Linked DNA regions of Gossypium hirsutum: region 1 is linked to region 2. Evidence: chromatin contacts called from public Hi-C data. All regions are on one chromosome and are shown on one strand. The core of a region is the stretch at or near the end of the contact, and the rest is flanking DNA. Distances in the headings are between cores, read along the strand shown. Region 1 has its middle 100 kb from the start of LOC107898726. Region 2 has its middle 9.6 kb from the start of LOC107905644.

Region 1 (6,782 bases), core at 3,504-6,003, 240 kb after region 2:
TCACATTGGCCTTCAACCAAATTCTTCTTTAAGGTGCTTTCTCGTGCTCGAGCATCATGGAACCTCTTCTCGCACTAATCTGCTCTAGCCTTTTCCCCTTGAACTTCATGTCGCCACTACTCTGAAGTCTTTCCCAATCCAGCAGTTCTCATCGACATATGCAGCTTCTTGTAATCGGTCTTCAAACTATCCAAGTCTTCCTCAACCTTTCCTTTTCCCTTTCCTCAACTTCTCGGCCTTGAGTTTTTGAACATCGACATCCAAACTCAAATGCATCTTTTCTTCCCCCAACTATTCTATTTTTTCCCCCTAACTCCGCATTTCTCTCTTCGAACTCCCGTTTTACGATTTCAAGCTCGGAGGGGATTACTTGCAAATATTCTTCTATCGCACGAACATCCTCCAAACTCGACTCGAGGATATTATCATTAATTCTTTTACTCAACCACCCATTGTATTCAAGAGTCGTCATTGATCCAACAACCAATCTCTTTATCTGGTGCGTCTATTTCCAAGCATCAGAAATCTCTTGAACCTTCTTCTTATAATTCTTCTCCCTATATGCGAACTCACTCTAGGCCAATCCATGTGTCACCGGTATAAACTGCCTCGACCTATATTGTCTTAAAACGAGCAAAGGGGCATATCCAGTAGCTCCCCAAATTCCAAGTAGAGGTACCCAATCAAAACTCCCACACCGATAGAGGATCTCATCAGGAACAAACCAAAGAGCTCTCCACTCAACATCCTCTTCCTGAAGATTTTGGAGGAGCGCGATCCAATTTTCTTCTGATATGTCATCTCTCCTAGACATGGTTGCTATCTCCTTTAACGGGGAGTAACTTTCGAAAAAAACCCGATAGGAAACCTTATCCACCTTCCAGAAATGGATGTGGAACCAAGCCAACAATAATTGCACACACCCTATAAATCTACCTTCACTTGCCCTTCGACATGCACTCAAGGATCTGAATGTCTCAACAAGAATTGCAAGCACCGATGTGACCCCTTTGTCAAGTCGATCAAAGAAATCGACAACTGCTTCATCTATATGCCTTAAAGCCTTGGGAAAATCACCAAACCATAGATACTCAAGGCGAAGACGTTAACTTTCCTCTTTGTATCTAGATGTGCTACGATCAGGTCCCTCAAACTTACCCAAGGAATGCACCTACCATCACCCTTTTGCTGAATTCGAGCTGTAACCTATTGTTCGCTCATCCCAGTGATACTCATTAACTTCTTTACAAAAGCTGGGGCATTAGCAGCCTTGGAATAAACTTTATCGACTTGAAACTTTGGAAAATGAAGCAAAGCTGTATACTCCTCCACAGTAGGCACCAAGTCCACCCTCCCGAAGGTGAAACAACTATACGCTGGGTTCCAAAACTGAGCCATAAACAAGTACTTGTCCACCTTGATATCGAGCAGGTAGAGTAAGTCGCCATAACTTTGATAGAATAGCTGCTTGGTCTTATCATCCCAACGAGCCCATATATCCCTCAATTCCTGGAACTCATTTTGGCTCACATTGATGCGAGTGAAGCTTGACAACCCCGATGTATACCCCTCAGCTAGGCTATCCCCTTTCTCAAGTTGCATCTCCTTTGACCACATACGGATAACTGCATTATCCTCTACTTTATCAAGGAATTCGCTTTCCATAACAAGCTTTCTAATTTAGCAACTGAACAGAAATCGACACCTCTTTAATATGAAATGACATGCAGAACATAATCACAACAAAACACAACAAGTTAGTATCGAAAAATAAAAATTTAAGCAAATAGAAAACAATTTAAACACCTAACTGGGTAATCATTAGAGTTCAACATAGCTCTATCTAGGGCAGGCTCTTAGAGTTCACTATATGTGGCTCGGTTCTAAGAAAATGGTACCTGAACTAGCAGATACCTCAACCCTCACCCATTATAGGCTCATGTGGATCAAGTTCAGTTCAGGGGAATACATTTCCCTATGGCCATGCGAAGGTGAAAACCTCACGAAGACATAGGTACGGATGTATCCCAGAAGCAGTCCACTAGCCTATGCGGAGGTGAAAACCTCACGAAGGCATAGTTTCTCACTCCCACTTAAAAAGGTGCGACCACAACGGTCATGTAAGATGAAGCGAAGGGATATAAAAAAACTCAAAATGCAAAACACGAATAAAATGACAAAAACCATAAAACCCATGAAATGTAATAAAAGGATCGTATGTTAAAATCTAAATTTTAAATTTTCGACAAAAGACAGAAAATAATCAATTTTACGGTTTGACTCTCTTATTGGTCCTTAGTGGAGTCGCCAAGCTGTCGAAACCATTTTTGAAAGTTTGAAAAAAATGGGGATCGACTTTAAAACGAGGTATGAAGTCGCCACCGACCTTTTTTGAGGTGTAATCAGATCACCTTGAGATTGATCATTTTAATAAAACATTTGATTTATGAAAATAATAATTTTAGGTCTACGAAAATTGAGAAAAAGGGTTCGAGAGTCGATTACGCACGAGGAAGGGTTAGCACCCTCGTGACGCCCAAAATTGGTACCGATTGATTATTGAATGTCCTACCATTGAAAATTTGAAAGGGGAGAAAAAAATTAAAATACGATTCCTTTAAAAATGTATGAACAATTCGAATTGGATTTTAAGATTCACTCGTTCCAAAGAAATAAAATACCACATCCAGCACGTTAGGACACGATATTTTAAACCTCCAAAACTGAGATCACCTCACGCAATGAAATCTTAAAAGGGTATTCCATTATTTGGCCAAACGAAAAATCGAAACCCATTAGGGCACGATTTCTTAAATTTCCAAACATAGAACATTGCCTTGTTTTGAAGTTTAGAAAACACAAACGAAATTTTAAAGGGATCTTCGATTATTTGAACAAACAGAAAATCGAAACTCAGCACGTTAGGGCACGATTTCTCGAATTTCCAAAACATCTAACATCGTCTTTGTTTTGAAAAATTTTCCACTAGACAATTATAAAAACCAAATCGAAATACACTTGTTTTGGTTTGTTTAAGGGTAAAAACAATAATATGACATGAATAAATAATGAAAAAAAAAACACAAAGGAACAAATTAGGGCACATGCAATGGCGACATACCATATATTATAAAAATGCTAATATACATTTGAAGGCTAATGAATTAAAAATAAATTTAAAGAAATTCCAAGCAAATTAACACAGACAACATATGGCAAATTTTAAAATAAAATAGATGATTTAGAAGAAATGCAATTTGGAATCATCAATATGCCAGCAAACAAATATATATAAAAATCTTAAAGTAACATACATGAAAATTAGAAATAAATCAAAATAATAAAAATAAAAATAATATATGAAATAATAATATATAGATGAAATTTCAAAATACATAATGTATATAAAAAAAGTAAGTAATATATAACATAGTATTTGTCAATTTAAATAAATAATATACTTGAAATGAACATTTTATATATATAAAAAACAAAGGTATTTGTATATAAAAATATTTAAAATAAATAAAATATACAATTTAAAATAGGGTTCTTAGAAGAAATATATATACACAAAATAATATAAAATCAATAATATATACAAAAAAACATAATGTACAACACTTCAAAAATGATGATATAAGAAATATTTACATATATATAAGTGTAAAAAAATAACAAAACAATATAGATGATATACCAAACAATATATATATATATGTGAATAAATAATATATATATATATATGTGTGAATAAATAATATATACATAAAAGAAATTAAACAGAAAAATAGTTGAAATGAATAGTATATAGAAAGATTTAAAATAAATAATAATAAAACAGAAAAGTAATAAACAAAGAAATCAAAACAGGGACAAATTTGAGATTAAAATAGAATCTGAGATCTAAAAACTAAACATCACATTAACAAGAGGATCCGAATTGAATGCACGTGAGAAAGAGAGGGACTAACTGGAAATTATCCCCAAGCCCTCAAAAACGTTGCACCTAGGTGCAGGCTAAATTGCAACAACACAGAAATTTCAGGGATTATTTTTAAAAAAACAAATAATATGCAAATAGAGCCAGTCGAAAGCTAGTGCGAAAGTGGGGGACCAATTGCGCAAATCCCCCATTCATGGCCAAAACACATGGTCAAGCTCTTCCCCCCCCCCAAAACACTGTTTCATTTTTCACTTGAAACTAAACCTGCTTAAAAACCCTTTGTTTTTTGCTTTTAAAGAAAACTTTTGTTCTTTCTTTTAAAAGAAAACCCTTAATGCCTTGGAGTATCTCTCAACTCCTTCACCTTCCTCCCTTCTATAATAGCCCAAAATCCGACGACGAACGAAGCCCTCCCCACAGAGTGAGTACGACGGTGAGTCTCCCTCTTTTATATTGTTTACACACAGTAGATAAAAATCAAAGAAAAATAGAAATAAAATTGAAAGAAAAACGAGACCTTAAATCACCTTTGAAGTATATTTTGATTGCTTTCTATTGATTTTGTATGTATTTCGTGTACAATTTCCCTAAAAAAAACAAGAAAAAAAAAGATACCAACAAAATTTGAAGGCTTCATAGCCAAATAAAAATGGTTTCTTGCTGTTTTTTTGTTCAAATTGCAGGTGGAGAGGGGTAATGTGGGGAGTGGGTACGAACATGGAGCGGAGCACACGGGGGTCTTGCATGGAGGTGCTGGTGTTGCGTGTGTGGAAGCTGTCACGATGGCAGTATTGGCGCAAAGGACCCTTCCCCTAGGGTTTCCTGAAAACTGTTAAAGAGATGGGCTACCGGGCCTGCTTTGATTTTGGGTTAGGGGTCTATTTTATTGGGCTTGTTTAATGAAATTGGGCCGGTTTTATTTTGGGTTTATTTGTAAATGGACTCAATTGATGATCTATTTTAATTTTGGTTTTTTGTATGTGTAGCCCGGGTTAAAATTGGGTCTTATAGTCATGTTGGAATACTATTTCTTTTGAATCGATTGTTTATATGTTTAAATCAACTGTTACATAGCACTTCTAATTTTAACTTGGCCCCAAGATTAATATCTTGGCTCCGCCATTGCTCAAAGGTAATGAAGTTAACTTTTTAGAGTTTAATTCGGGTTTTAGAGTTGATTTCATGAAAGTTAATTGCTAATATTATTAATTTTGATTTTTTTATAACTTTGTTAATAGAATAAATTTAGTACTAATCGGGAATATGTTTAATTTTCCGTTTACTTTCTCAAATACAGTCCAATAGATGTGATTTAATTTCAGTTTTGGGTTTGATTTGATGAAAGTTAGTTATTAATATTATTAGCTAATTATGGATATTCATCAAATCAACTCTAAAATCGAAATTAAACACTAAAAAACTTACATTATTATTATCCAGTACCAAAATGTATAAATTTTGTTAAATACGTGTACCTCATTGAACCAAAAAATAACATAGGTACTACATTAGAAAAGAGTGTCAAACTCATGTACCGATTTATGCATTAAAGCCTTTTAGATTCCAGTTTTCTCAGACAATAAGCGATGTATGTATTTGAAAGGTCCCTCTATTATAGAGATATTAACAAATTAGTCTCTTTATTATTAAATAGATCTATTTATCCTCTATACGATTAAAAAGAATAAAATAAGGGCAAAATTGAAATAGAGTTAACATTTATTCTTTAAAAATATCATTTAATGTTTAATTGAATTAATATTTTTAAAGTTTTTATGGTTTTATAAATGAAATCTTTTGTTATTGAACTACAATTGAAACAAAATAATTTTCAAGACATTTTTATGCAAAAAATGTTAACTCTGTTACAATATGAACTTGTTTTTATTCTTTTTATTAGTGTAGGGACTAATTGATCTATTTATTAATAAAGATACTAATTTAGTTTAGTCACTATAATACATAAACCTCCTTAGTGCTTTAACTAATACTAAACACACCAAAAAGGGGGAGGGAGAGAGAGATGACGAAATTTGTGAGAGAAGAGGCATTTTTTTTTCATATATACAAGTTAGAAATTTATTTAACAATGTAGCAGTGTTTCTCATCTATTTAGCCAACCAGCTGAAGTTGGCACATTGAGGGACCGATTTCAATAAAATTTGTGACATGCAGGTGTGGACTTTGAAGTCAGTCCTCTCAAGGTGTCAACTTCTTTTTTTCATTTTAGTTACTTTAACTGGATCAAATATAACTTGCACAGAGAAAGTGGAAAAAAATATATCAAATAAAACGCTTTGGTATGCAAAGAATCTTTGCACACTTGCAGCAATGGCATGCCAAAAATAAAGCTTGCACATTTCTCTTTGCAATTCAAAAATCAGATCACTTGAAAGCTATTTGGAAACATCAAATGGATTAAATGAAATATTAATTAAAAATTTTACAAACTTATACATTGATAGTTTCATATGTCAATCAATTTACTCCCCAACACGCAAAACCTTTGAATTAAAAGGAAAAAATGTTCCCATTCTCCCAACTATAATATTCAACCTCCTCAAATCATTGAGTAAGTTTATCTTTTAGTATTTGTAAAATTTTAGATTATTATTAGTTTAAATATTATTATATTGTTTATAACACCTCAAACTCGGTTTAGACGTTATAACTAGATCTGAAGAAGTTATCATGATTCACTTCTGAAAATCCCAGAATCCAATTGGCTTGAAACATTAGCGTAAGCTTTTGATACAAAACTATTCCAGTTTATTTTAAAAGAAAATAACTCTCTCACTCAGTTTGTTATTTCTGTAGAATTCATTTTATATTTATA
Region 2 (6,939 bases), core at 3,403-5,902:
ATGCCACCAGAGACTGCAATTAAAACTACCATATTGGATACATGTGGAAAAGCTACTATATTGTAGCCAAACTGTCAGAACAACATATGTGTATGGTTGAGCCACCATAAATCAGACAAGTTGCTAGATAGAAATGAAGATAAACCACCAGATAATGCAGATCATTAAATTGCCAGCACTTCCTACGTACTATAATATCCCAACCCTATGCAATGTGACATGGCATGCATAAAATGAAATAAAATGATAAGAATGTTGAACATGCATTCATGTTCTTAACAAAAACCAGTAAGCATGTGATTTCATGCTTTGTAGATAGATATATCAGAATTACAAATCACCTTAACTAGAAAAGGCACAATGTTATATGCATGGTAATAAAGTCAATTCAGAAATACGAATTAACATAGTCATACATCATACACAGATATACAGAGATAGCGATTCAGGACATACCATCAAAACTATCAGTATTAGATCATACAAATATATATATTTCACATATTTTAAACACATCAACACAGAAGCATATTAACATATATCTTGTTTCCATGCCATAATTAAACAATATGGGCCTTACGAAAAGTCTAATTATGAATTCTAGAGTCAAACTGGTATAGGCAAAATTTTTTAGAAAATGGGCTTACACAACCGTGTGGCCCACACGGCTTCACACACGGCCATGTAGCCTATGTAACAGCCCAATTTTGGGCTTAGTCAGAACAATGGTTTCGGGACTACAAATTATTTTTATTATTATTTTGGTGTTATAGTATGATTATATGAGTGTATGAAAATTTTGGTGAACTAATTTTAACGTTTGTGAGTCAAATTGCGAAAAAGGACTAAATCGCATAAAGGGAAAAAGTTGTGATTTGCTAGCCAAAGGTGTTAAATAGCTGGAGGGCCATAATTGGAGGTATTTAAAGTGCAATTAGACCCTTAAAAGAAGCTTGGCCGACCATAGGGACAAGATTTGTCAAGGTTAGGTGGGTGTTGGTGACTTAATTGATAAATAAATAAAATAAAGAGAAAAGATATGATATTTTTTTATCACCTTCTTATCCATCGAAAATAACAAAAAATTAAAGGTTTTGGAAGCTTGAAACTTTCAGTCATTTATTCCTCTCTCAAGTAAGTGATTTAGCTGGTTATTTTTGATGATTTTGGTTCTTTTGGAACTTTTGTAGTATGAGCTACCTATTGAGGGGATAACATGTCATCATTTAATTAATTTTTAAAATATAAAAAATATTTTTAATAATTTTAATGATTTTTAATTTTAAATATAAATTATATATATTTGAATTTTTAAAATTAATTAAATGCTGACATGTCATCCACGTGACAATCCACTTGTATGCTATGTCAACGAAGTTAAAAAAATTAACTTTTTCATCTATTTTTAGGTGATTTGACAAAAAAAAAACACACAAGTTGTTTAAGGGCTAAAAATGATAAAAAAAAATTAAATAGAAGATTAAAATAATTTTTTTTTATAAAGTTGGAGGGTCAAATAAGTCATTATGTCTAAAATTAACTGATACATCTTATGGGTAACAAATTAGATAACTTGGTATCTATATGCTGAGTAAGAAAGAAAGGATGGGCTAATTACATTTTAAGTCCCTCAACAATTTTATGCTATTTTCTTAAACTTTTATTATAATAAAAAAATTAATTATCATTTATTTTCGAATTGCTGATATTTTGCAACATTGTACATATATTTAAATAATTACTTTATTTTTAAAGATTATGTAATTAGAGTTAGTTACTACTATTAATTTATAATGTTGAATTATTTGGTTTGTTTACTATTATATCTACTATCTTTTATATTATTTAATATATCATTATGGAAAATATTGGAATTGAGAAAAATAAAATTCAAGAATTGATTGTTGAGTAGTGCTTGATTACGAAATGATACATATACAACATGCTCATGAATTTATGGATCATATCAACAAATGGCTGAAGAAATTAAAAAATATATATATATATATATAGCTTTGAAAAGATTTTGTATCATTTTTATAACAAAATATAATCATACAAGATTATGTTTTATATACTTTACTTCCTTCTATCTATGAATAGAAAAAAAATCATATCTTATTTATATTATATTCAAATATTTGTTTTACTTTTTATATTATATTCAAATATTTGTTTTACATTTCATCCAATAATATAAATTCTTAATTTTAATGTTTTTTATTTGTAAAATAATATACTTGAATTTATTTCTCATATTATTCATAAAATTTATAAAAATTACTAATCTAGCTTTTTTATATATAGCAAATATGATGACTAAATTGAATTGTACAACCAAAAAAACCGAATAAAAATACGAAATATTCATTTGGTAATGATTTCATTGATGTTTAAATTTTACTAATTACAATCCTAACTTTTCACACGTTACATTTGCATAAAATTTTAGACTAATTTAATCTCACAACTTAACTAAATATTAATTAAATTTAAAAGTATTTAAAAATGACAAATATTATTAAAAGAATTTTTTGTCTTTTATATTTTTATATAATATTTATTAAAAATAAAAATAAATTTACAAATGATAAAACTTAAATCTAAAACACTAAAATCATCAAATCCTTAATTTTATCATATTAACCAAAATTTCATTTATTTTTATGTAAATATTTTAAAAATATACATTAAAAAAATCACCAAAAGCACCATAGTCTTAGTTTTGATTTATTACTTCAGTTTGAGTGGATAGCTATTAATTAAATTTTTTTTTGGGAATGGTAATTTACATATGATATTGATAGGTATTACATAGGGGTAAGCAAAATTTGATTTTACTCAAAAAATAAAAAAATTTGAATTTCGAGTTAATTGAATCGAGTTCTTCGGTTTTTTTTCAAGTCAATTCGAATAAATAATTCGAGTTTTGAGTTTGAGTCGAGTTGAATTTTATAGTTCGAATAACAATATTGGTGTAAAAACCCATTTGGTCCCTATCAATTTTGAAAATAAGCAAATTAGTCTCTCTCACCACAAAAAAAATCAAAATATTTATAAAAAATTATAAAATTTATATTTTTAAAAAAAAATTATAAAAATTAAAAAATTCTAAAAAATTTAAAGAACATATAATAGTAATTTTGGGACCTAAATAAATAAATTAATAATTTAAGTTTATCATACTAAAGTATTTTATTTTTTCCCCCTTATTTTGCTTTGCAAAAGTTTTCAAATTTATATGCTCTAACATGGAAGTAGTTATTCTCTAGCAAAATTTTATTTTGACATGTTTATTTTTTTAATTTCACTCGATTTGGTTCGACACGAGTTTCAAATTAGTTAACTCGATCTAAAAAAATATCAAATCAAGTTAGGATAATAAAATAAGACCTGTTAACTCAATTAACTTGAAATTATTTGATTTGATTCGATTCAATTCAATCAAACGCTCATCCCTACCAGACATTAAAAATTGATTAAAACTTAAGCAGGTTGATTTATATTTCAGTGAATGAATTAAATCCATATTGACTACTTGGAACCTACAATTCCATTTAACCACTATTAAATACTCCTATTTAATTTACAAATATTTACTAACATCCGATGGAAAATCACAAAATATAAATTCCTGATTCGCTTTCATGCATGATTTGAGAGCTCCCCCTTGTATAAATATATTCTAAGAAATAATTATGATTGAAGTGACCCAATCTCAATTTTGATTATATTGCCTTTTGACTTTGCGGTTTGGAATTGTTGACCTTTTTAATTGGCAATACTGTTAATTTGTCTTTCTTTAGCCTCCCCATTGGTAGTGCAAGTAGACTTTGTTGTTGCCTTGAAAATTTTCCCAAATTAGTGCAAGTTTAATCATCACTAACACCACAAAAGATCAGTTGCTTGGTATTCCTGAATCTGCAGATTATAAAATTCAAATATGCCTTCTTTTCAGCCATATAAAGTTGGATAGCTTACAATTTTGTCACTATCTAAAGATTTGCAAACTTTTTATCCCTTTTCACAAAATTTGTCTCTTAACATTTCTACTATTTTCTTTAAAGAAGCCTACATACGTCTACCGCAAGCGAAATTTGTGCTTAAATAATATTTACATTAAGAATTAAATTTAAATAATTTAATTATCAGTCTTGAATAATTTGTGAATTTAATTATTTTAATATACTTTTATTATTATTTTTAGTTAGTATTGAAAAATATTCAATTATAACGGGATTTACTGCAAAAATAAGCTCGATTGAGCAAACTTAAAAAATTTAAAATTTGTCTCACGTTGAGTTGAAATTGAGCTCTAACTTTTTAATATTTAAATTTTGCTTTAAAATTATTCATCTAAGGCTTTTTATGTTATTGATTTAGTGATAAATTTGCGTTATTTGACATTAAATCTAAGATTTGATACATGTATTTCATATATTCATATTATAATTACTAAAAGAACCATTATGAATTAGTAAAAATAATTAGTGAAAAATGAGGTTAGAGGCAGGAAGAAGGCAGGAAACACCCATGAGATTAAGACTTCTGTACACAAATATAAGAGTGGGATAAGGATAAATAAGAAAAATGGGTGCCCCACCTATTCCTAATCAACACCGACAGAAGGAAGTCATAATGTGTTTTGTTTTATTTTATCAGTAGAATTGTGGTCCCATCACCCTTTCTTTTCTCTGGGTTTCCACTTTGGCTGTATCCTGTTGCTCTTTATCTGAAATTTCAATCTCCTATTTCTTCATTAATTTCATGTTTGGTCTTCTGCATTGCATTTGAATTTCATTTTCTGAGATTTTTTAAAAGCAAGGATTGAAAATTTTGATGCATCTTCTTCACTGAACATTGCTGTATCCTTGGGGGGTTCACTAATTAATATTTTTTTAGAAAAGAAAGTTGGGGTTGTTTAGTGAGGTTAATTTTAATTATTAAAATCAATTAGTGGAAGAGGAAATCAAGCTACCGGCTGGTGAATTCTGTAGTAATCATTGACTGTTTTCTTTAAAACAAATTAATTGCTTGGGAATATTCTTGTATTGTTATCATTAAAAGTCACCCTTCTTTTTACTGTCATCAATTTGTGACATTTAATCAAATCAATCATGTCCTCATCATATACCAATAGTGAAACTGTTGAAATGATGAAGGGATATATATATATATATAAAAAAATATTAAATATATATTGTATTGTGTCATGCAATTAAGTGATTCTTCTTTTTCTTCAAATCTTGAAAGTATCGATAGATACTATCAAAGAGCAAATGTTATGAATCAATTAATTGAAATTGAGTTTATTTTTCAAAAAAATCATCGGAAAAAGTGATTCATTTGTTGTCATTTATACTTAATTAAATTCACTTTACTTATCAATTCAGTTATAATTTATTAAAAATAATGTACTTTTATAATATAACGAGTGTATATTTTTCATATTTTAATAAAATATTTTAATTTTTAAAATTTAAACTTAATCATTTATAAAATAAAATTTTATTTAGTTTTTTTTATCCACATCACAAATGTACCATGATTTAGTGTATATATATAATATGATAAAACACGAGTGAAATCTTTAAACTCCATATCTCATTTGAATACAAATATTAAAAAATATAAGACATGCAAATAATTTATTTCCTTTTAAACAATCTCATTATAATTTCTAATCATATCTATTTTTTTTGACACAATACCTAAAATTATATAACTCCTCTTCAACTCATAGATAAGAGAATAATGCGCTTCAGCGCATTTAAACTCATATACTTCTATATTGATAATAATACTCATACTAAATAAACTAAAACTCAATCGACAACACGCAAATAACGTTTCCAACTAAGTTTAAAAAGTAAATGCAAATGTATAGTTTTATATCATTTGAAGATATAATCATATTGATATTAAATAATTTAGTAACAACAAATTTAATAAAAATCTATGGTTGATGCTTGGAAGAATAATAAATAAAATGTTGCAGATTGGATCTTGTATATCTGCAGATCCAGGGGGTCCTGCCCATCTCAAAATTCAACCAAAATCTCAAAAAGTACGTAACTCCAATGATTTATCAACAAGCATCCAACTAGACACCCTTTAAAATTTTTGTGTTCCCTTTGGCTGGAGGTACATGCAATAATCTCAGTTTTTATTGATGTGGGTCAAAAAATACCAAAAATAATTAAACTACATTTAACGCTTAGTAGACTTTACAATTATCATACACACAACATGAATAGTATAATTAAAATAAACGATACAAAAAAACAAGAATATTGCGAAATCTTAAAATCTATACTTTATGAGTTATTTGTTAACATGTCCAATTTAATTTAAATATAACATTATTATACATGAATATAAATTATCGGACTCTTAATTTTTTCGTTTCTTACAATTAGTTTCTAATGTCACATACATTATATATGATAATGTTTAATTTGTTTCTTTTAATATTGTACTTTTAATTGCAATAATTAGCGTAAAATGATATTTTATTTAAATTATTGAATATAATTAAACTATATTAACTTATCCTTTCAGATATTATAATAATTAAACTATTTTTAACATATTCAACATACAATTTAGTTTTACTTGATGTAATGATTGCAAAGTAATATTAATCAAAATAACAACTAATTCTAATATTAATTAACTGATAATTAATGTGCTTAAAATCCTATTTAAATAATAAATCTATTCTACAAAAATAAAAATAACACAATTTTTGTTTATGTCAAAATATTTTTAATTAATAATCATAAATTATAATTATCACAACCTTTTTCCCCTATCTTTTATGTTTACAATTTTATTATAATAAAAACTCTATTTTAAAATTAGCACAACTTTTTTAATTAATAATTTTACTTTAAATTTTAATTATTTTTAAATGTATAATTATCACAAAATCTATTA

Evidence for each region. A called contact is a pair of places that touch in the nucleus more often than the background predicts.
Region 1: a Hi-C map of leaf shows a contact between it and region 2, with 1.7 times the contacts expected there. The contact joins two enhancer-like sites. A contact is called at or near these places in 17 of 34 Hi-C or Micro-C datasets (callus, fibers, hypocotyl and 3 more).

The regions. Positions count from the first base shown.
Region 1 is chrA11:58,489,133-58,495,914 of Gossypium_hirsutum_v2.1, forward strand. No RefSeq gene overlaps it. Among protein-coding and RNA genes, the nearest start is that of LOC107898726, 100 kb to the right of the region's middle. Within about 2 kb of position 4,754, at least 6 of the 9 cell types and tissues checked have an H3K27ac peak or open chromatin away from gene starts, as enhancers often do. A contact at or near this core is called in leaf, where this site is marked.
Region 2 is chrA11:58,249,284-58,256,222 of Gossypium_hirsutum_v2.1, forward strand. No RefSeq gene overlaps it. Among protein-coding and RNA genes, the nearest start is that of LOC107905644, 9.6 kb to the left of the region's middle. Within about 2 kb of position 4,653, at least 3 of the 9 cell types and tissues checked have an H3K27ac peak or open chromatin away from gene starts, as enhancers often do. A contact at or near this core is called in leaf, where this site is marked.